2 separate regions of the Rattus norvegicus genome follow, and region 2 is linked to region 1. A link is a contact called in public Hi-C data. All regions are on one chromosome and are shown on one strand. Each heading gives the region's core, a stretch centred on a gene start, on an enhancer-like site or on the middle of the called end of the contact. The rest is flanking DNA. Distances are from core to core; before and after follow the strand shown. Region 1 holds the start of Hk2 (hexokinase 2). Region 2 holds the start of Ccdc142 (coiled-coil domain containing 142).

Region 1 (3,589 bases), core at 920-3,419:
AAATTACTTCTAATAGTCATTCTTAGGAGTTTGGATTTTATTTGAAGATAAGAAAACAATAATGGTTTTAAGACTCTTCCCCCCCAAAAAGACAGTTTGGTATATATCTATCAATCAATCTAATCTTATCTCCTGCCTGCCTGCGTATCTATCTATCTATCTATCTATCTATCTATCTATCTATCTATCTATCCATCCATCCAAGGTCTCATGCTTACCAAGTTGGCCTTGAACTCCTGACTCTTCTGTCTCCACCTCTGGAGCACTGGGACTACAAATTTGTGCCACCCCACAAAGCACTGGCTTGTATTTTAAACAAGTCTCTTTAGCTCTTGAGTAAGAGGGCTCATGGTGGTCAAACTAGAGGTAGCTAAAAATGGCAGCTAAGTGACATTACACGGACTCGGGTGGAGTCATCGATGGCCTGGCCATGAGGGTCTGGCCTTTTTGATTTGCAGTTAGACTAACTGCTCCCCGATGGAGTGGATAGTTGTAAGAGCAGGTGGCAGGAAGACACCATGGATGGTGATGTCATTTGTGGAGACAACTGGTAAAGGAAAAAAAAAACCTAAGAAGTTCAGCTTAGTACATGTTAAGTGTGAGGTGCTAGTCACCTCTGCTGGGATGACAAACCATAGCTGGCTAAGAAAGTTAGAAGCCCTGGGGGAAAGTTCTTGCTTTGTAGATTAGGTTTGTGAGTACCTGTGTGCAGATGGTGTAACTGCTGTCGACAGTGCTGGGAGGAATCGCCCATCGAGGGAATAGATGAACCACACCAGAGAACATGGTAGAAGCGGCCCAGCAGAGCAACGTGGGCTGGGGTGTACTTCAGTCGGCAGAGTGCTTTGATCTCCAGTAGTGGCCCATGCCACTCCAGAGGTGGGGAGAGAGCTTGGGGAGCGAGACTGTTTGGAAATGGTAGGCCCTGTCTTCTTTCCATGTAACTTTCCAACTCCCAGGTTTCCCATTCTCCACCAGCAACAACCTCATGCCATTTGAGGTGCTACTTCAATATCGCTGGCGTCTACTCATCTATGTGAACTTAAGAGTCTGGTGTCAGGCGTGAGCTGAGGTAGAGGTGGGCTCTTCTCAGCCTCTATAAACCAATTCACACCACTTGAGCCAAGCAGTTACACATGCACTTTCTCCTCCCGCCTATCAGTCCTAGCTCCTGACAAGGTTTCTCTCCAGCCTTTTACTTTCCTGGCTTCAAGAAAGGCGGGATAATATACCAGGGTGGGGAGATTGCATTTCAGAGTGAGACGTGTTCTGTCTTCACCTACCACTTGTTGGCGATGTGACCTTGGGCAAAGCTCATTAACAGCACAGTGCCTAGTTCCCTAATTTGTAAAACATATGCTATAGGTGTGACGATTACGAAGGGCTGACTTTTGTAATGGCTTTGCTTCAGGGATCTGCAGACTCGTTGAGCCACAATTAGGATGAGAATCAAGGTGCTTCAGACTTGTGACAGGGCACTGGCGGCCCCTCACATGATCCTCAGATACCAGATTGTGGCGTGTGCTGCTAGGATCACTTGTCTTTCCAGTCTCCCAACATCTCTTGGGTCCGTGATCACGCGCCCCCCACCCGAAGCCCAGCCTGACGCGGCGGTGGCTCATGCGCCCTGGAGTCCCGGGCTCTAGCCACGGAACACACGTCCCAACTCTGGCGCCCGGCTCCGCCCCTAGCCTCGGGCGCGTCTCTCCCGCCGCCTGCTTGGGTGCTGGAGCAGCCGCGCCCGCGGGCTCTGGGCGCTGATTGGCTGTGGACTGCGGGCGGGCAGCCGGAGAGCGCACACACCCTCTTCCCGCAGCCAATGAGCGCGCCCACGTCACTGTCTTGGGCGGCCCAAAGAGCCGGCAGCCCCTCAATAAGCCACATTGTTGCACCAACTCCAGTGCTAGAGTCTCAGGACACCACAGGCTACACGGAGTTATCCCGCTTAGGAGACCCGAAGGCAGGAGCATCACTCCAGTGACTCTGATAAGGTGCGATCGCCCGAGAGGAACAGAACTGTCATTTTTGCGAAGTTGAGCCTTACGGATCCCGTGGGCGAAGTTAGCGACGGGACGCTGAGCAACTAGACCGGTCGGCAGGAGTGAGACTTAGGTGCCTTCTAGTAGTTGTGACTTAAAAAAAAAAAAAAAAAGGAAAAGAAAAAAGGAGGAAAACCTGTTTCTGGAAACGCGAGGCCCTCAGCTGGTGAGCCATCGTGGTTAAGCTTCTTTGTGTGGCTCCTGGAGTCTCCGATCCCAGCCGGACACCCGGGCCTGGTTTCAAAGCGGTCGAACTGCTCTGCCCGCTCCACCGGTAGCGCTCGAGCCTCGGTTTCTCTACTCGACCCCGACTCGCCGCAGCAGGATGATCGCCTCGCATATGATCGCCTGCTTATTCACGGAGCTCAACCAAAACCAAGTGCAGAAGGTAAGTCGGCACGGGCGGGAGCTGCTGGCTCGCTTCGGACCAAGTTGCGTGCTCTCCGGGAATCTGGAGCACGCAGAGGACCTGCTTCCTCCTCCGGGGCTGGGGACGTGGAACCAGTCTGAGTAGCTGGGAAAGTCCTGAGCGCCAGAAACCACGTCTGCTAGGCACCCTCGTGGCCCGGCCGCGCATCACCGATACTCCCACTTTCCCGGGATCCGCGAGCATCCTCCCCACCCTTAAAGCCCCTAATTTCTAGACGGGCCGGCCGCCCTGCACGTAGTCTGAGACTGCTGCGCCCACGTGGGAGGAGCCCCCTTCTGCAGCCCGAGTTCCGGAAGGAGCACGTGGGGAAGGATCCAGCGTAGGGGAGGAGGCGGGGTGGAAGCGTGTAGCAGCTGAGGCCCGGCCCTCTTAAACTTAAGGATGCGTTGGAGAGGCCATGGGTTCCTCGTGGCGCCCCTTGGAGGTGGATCGGGGGTGGCGTGGGGGAGAGAGCCACCCAGGAAGGAGCGGGAAAGGGCGCAGAAAGACCGGCCTGCCGCGCCCCCTCCCCGGAACTGAACTGCCCGGAACTGAGGCTCGAAAGGGGCGCCCCCTCACAGCAGACCTTCCTGGGGACCGCCCCGCCTCTCGTCCCCGTGTCTGGCCTCCGAGTTGGGGGCGGATTTTGGGTAGTATTTTCTGATTTGCTACTAAAAGTTACACGGAGTGGACTCACCTTCCCACCCCACGATTCCCAAAGTTTCTTTTTTTTTTTTTAATTTGTTTTTGTTTTTTTTCTTGGTCTCTGAAAATGAACCTTTAATAGCTCTGACCCTCCTGAGCCCCACCTCACTCTGCGGTCCCGGCAAACTCCAGCTCTCAGGGAGCGTCATTTACATAAGAAAGAGCCTCGGGCCCTGCTTGGAGCCTCACATTCGGCTTCAGGCTAGGGAGGTGGGGGTGGATCGGAGCCAGGCCCCGAGCGCTCTAACTCCCGGGAGAATTGAGTTTCTAAAATACCCAGGATTACGGGATTGGTTCCTGTCCTGGGCCCTAGTCCAGGATTTAAGAGAGGGAATGGTCTAGTATGGGGCGGGGGCCGGGGGAGGGGGGCTGCTGTCCAGAGGTTTGTGTTAGAATTGCTGCGAACCGTTGCTCAGTTACACATTTAAAATTAGTG
Region 2 (3,452 bases), core at 858-3,357, 320 kb before region 1:
GGACTCACTGAGGCTCCGTAGCCGTGGCCTCTGCCCCTAACAAAGATGGCCACCCACTTACTTTTTACGCCCGGCCTTTCGCGGGCATCCAATTATAGCTAGACTTTCTAGTCACCATTGACGGGAGGTGGCGCTGATGCTAAACTCTGTAGCGAAAGTCAACCTAGGTGAGTAGTGTGACCTGACGGCAAGAGACCCATGGCCCCTCCATCTCAGACTCCCTAATGTACCACCTTCCTGTGGTCTGCCCTCTGGGGCCCTGCGGAGATCTACTACAGAAAAGAGGAAAGCAAGACCTCAGCTTCCTTTTGCTTTGATCATGTCTTCATGTTCGTTTGTGGGCGTGCTGTTTTGTTCTCTTTGAGTCTCAGTATGCATGTTCCTAGCTATCCTAAAACTCTCATGTAGACCAGGCTGGTCTAAAGCTCACAGTTGTCTGCCTGCCTCGGCTTCCTCTGCTGAAGTTATTAGTATGTGTATGTATATCACCACAGCCAGCCTCAACCTCCTTCATGTTTTCTTTCAGTCATCTCTGAGAGCTTTGGGAACCAGCAGGTTCGGGCCCTACTCTTAAAGATCCTAGGCAAAGGAACAAACAGCAAGGGGTCCTCGGGCTGCTGTTGCTGTAACGCTCTAAGCTGGGCAAAATTGACATTTAAAGATCTCCAGTTTGAGGTCTAGGCAGTGGTTACAAGCGCCTTTGGAAAAATATTGTGAACAGAGGACAAGACCCTGAAGCAAGGAAAAAAGAATATTATTACTGACCAGCACTCAAGAGGCTGAGACAGAAGGTTGATCGATGCTTGGCCTATACAGTTTCAGGTTAGCCTAGGCTACAGTGTGAGACCCAGTCTCTGAGAGTGGCATGAAAGGACGGGGGTGGGGGTCGGATGCCTGAAGTAGTTGGTACAGTTACTGAGAGAGAAACAGAAGGATCAGATACGAAATCACTGACAAGCTAAATATACAGCTGCTTTCCTTGTCATTCATTTCTAGAATCTCAGAGTCAACAAGTCCTCAGACTAAAGATACAGGTTATGAAGAGACTATGGCGAACTTGAATGTGGGCGTGGTTCTGGCAGAACCATTCCCTCCTCTTCCATTCTCTCTGCCTTGCTAAACAAAACAAAACAAAACAAAACAAAACAAAATGGGGAAAACAAAACAAGACAAAAACCCCCATGTTGTTATATTCCTAATGCTAGCTACCAAGGTCTATTCCCTTAATTGGCCACTTCTTTTTCCCGAGGCTGACTACAAAGGTTCAGCTATCAAAATACTGAAGTCCAGTAATCAAAACCTCCTTTAGTTCATCCAATTAACACGCCCAATCAAAATTAAACACCTCATCCTAACACAGGGTTCCCCCTTTACTGTTATAAACCTCTGTTTGTCTATGGGCCACTTCTGTCTCCTCTATCCAGAGCAGCCCTTTGTCCTCCAGGAAAAATACCTTGGCCCTTTTATCTCCTCTCCTTTGTTCCCTTCCTCTTTTCCTTTGGTCCTCTATCTCCTGTTTTTATCCCTTATTACCTGCCCTTTATCCCTCTAGGGCAAATAAATCTCTTTCGTGTTGAGAACTTGGTCTAGAGCAGGGGGTTGGTCGTCCTGAGCTAATACCAATCTCTTTCAGGTCACACAAAAATTGGCTCTACGGTTAAGAGCACCGACTGCTCTTCCAAAGGTCCTGAGTTCAATTCCCAGCAACCACATGGTGGCTCACAACCATCTATAATGAGATCTGATGCCCTCTTCTGGTGCATCTAAAGATAGCTACAGGCTACAGTGTACACATATAAATAAAGTAAATCTTTAAAAAAAAAAAAATTGGCTCTAGCTGCAGATTCATGAACCCTGCCTCCAAAGTTAGGACGTCTCAAAATTAATTGAAGCTGAAGAGATGCCTCAGCGCAACTGCTCGTGTAGAGGACCCTTGTTCAGTTGGCTTGAAACAGCCTGTAACTTCCTGGGGCTCCGATGTCTCTGGAGGCACCTTCTCATGCTCACAGAGATACATATAATTTAAAAATAGAAGAAAATATTTTAAAGTTATCTTTTATTTGGTAGGGCTTTTGACTCATCACACAAACTTCTGTTTGCTTAATAAAAAAAAAAATCTTGGGGCTGGAGAGATGGCTCAGCGGTTAAGAGCACTGACTGCTCTTCCAGAGGTCCTGAGTTCAATTCCCAGCAACCACATGGTGGCTCACAACCATCTGTAATGGGATGCTCTCTTCTGAAGTGTCTGAAGAGAACTACAGTGTACTAACATATAAATAAAATAAATAAATCTTTAAAAAAAATCTTGAGAATCCTTTCACAGCCCTTCTTTTATTTCAAACATGTAGTCATCCGCTAGAATCTTTGATTTCGTTTTGAGAGTCCTGGTGAGATGACAGCTTAAGTTTGATCTCTGGACCTCACATGGTGGAAAGAGAATCATACCTTTGCGCGCGCGTGCGCGTGTGCACACACACACTCACCAGTAATAATGAATAAAATAAAAATCCTTCTATTCAATAATTAGCAGTATCTAGTGGAGGCACCAGCCACACATAGCAGTTTGTTACATGTGAGATGTATAAACAGGGAGTACAATGAAATTAAAAGGTTTCTCTTTCTTTTTTTTCCGGAGCTGGGGACCGAACCCAGGGCCTTGTGCTTCCTAGGCAAGCGCTCTACCACCACTGAGCTAAATCCCCAACCCCTTCCCTTTCTTTTTTAAAGGAGTGATTAGAGCTAACCTAATGAGGAGGTGACATTTAAGCTAAGATCTAAAAGAGACAAGAGAGTCAACCCATTTGCCTGGGGAAGAACACCCCAGGTAGAGGACAAAAAACATGCAAAGTCCAGATGAAGCTCAACTGTCTCAAGGAGAGCTCTGGACCATGTGTGAAATAGGTTGGCCGTCATTCAGAGGCCATCATACCATCACCAAGGGGACATTAAGCAAAAGAAGCCTTAATGTACAGCAGGAAAAGAAGGTGGGCTCACAGTGTTTCTAGAAAGGTTTAAAGCAAGATGAAAAAATATTTGAAATTAAACATAAGGGTGCCTTTGGAACAAGGGATGCTAAATTTACACTTTGTAACTAACCACTAAGCAGCCAGACTGGAAAAAAAGAGAAAAGATGGAGGACCAGAGAGGCAGGAATGCAGTTCTTCAGAGGCTGCAAAAGGCCTGTGTAAGAAGGGTCAAGGAGAAACAAAGCAGAAAGCTTAGATGCTGTTGACAACCGTAAATCAGATTAATGAGGGTAGGTAAGGCTCCAGGAAGCCAAGGCCCAAATCACCAAACAGAAACCTCAAAGGAAATAAGACAGAAGAGAGACTCCAGGGAGAAAGAAGAAACCCAGTGTTACAAGTGGAGGGGAGAGGGAGGCCATGTCCTGGCTTAGAAAGAAAAAGAAATAATCACTCCTTCCAATGGGGATTAAAAGAGATTAATAAATG

Evidence for each region. A called contact is a pair of places that touch in the nucleus more often than the background predicts.
Region 2: a contact with region 1 is called in a Hi-C map of hepatocytes, with 2.1 times the contacts expected there. The contact joins the promoter of Ccdc142 here to the promoter of Hk2 in region 1. A contact is called at or near these places in 2 of 12 Hi-C or Micro-C datasets (hepatocytes and mammary epithelial cells).

Annotation. Positions count from the first base shown.
Region 1 is chr4:116,839,855-116,843,443 of GRCr8, reverse strand. Hk2 (hexokinase 2) reads left to right here and starts at 2,169. Exons shown (of 18, transcript NM_012735.2): 1 at 2,169-2,427. The coding sequence starts at 2,365.
Region 2 is chr4:117,162,710-117,166,161 of GRCr8, reverse strand. Ccdc142 (coiled-coil domain containing 142) reads right to left here and starts at 2,107. Exons shown (of 9, transcript XM_008763085.4): 1 at 1-2,107.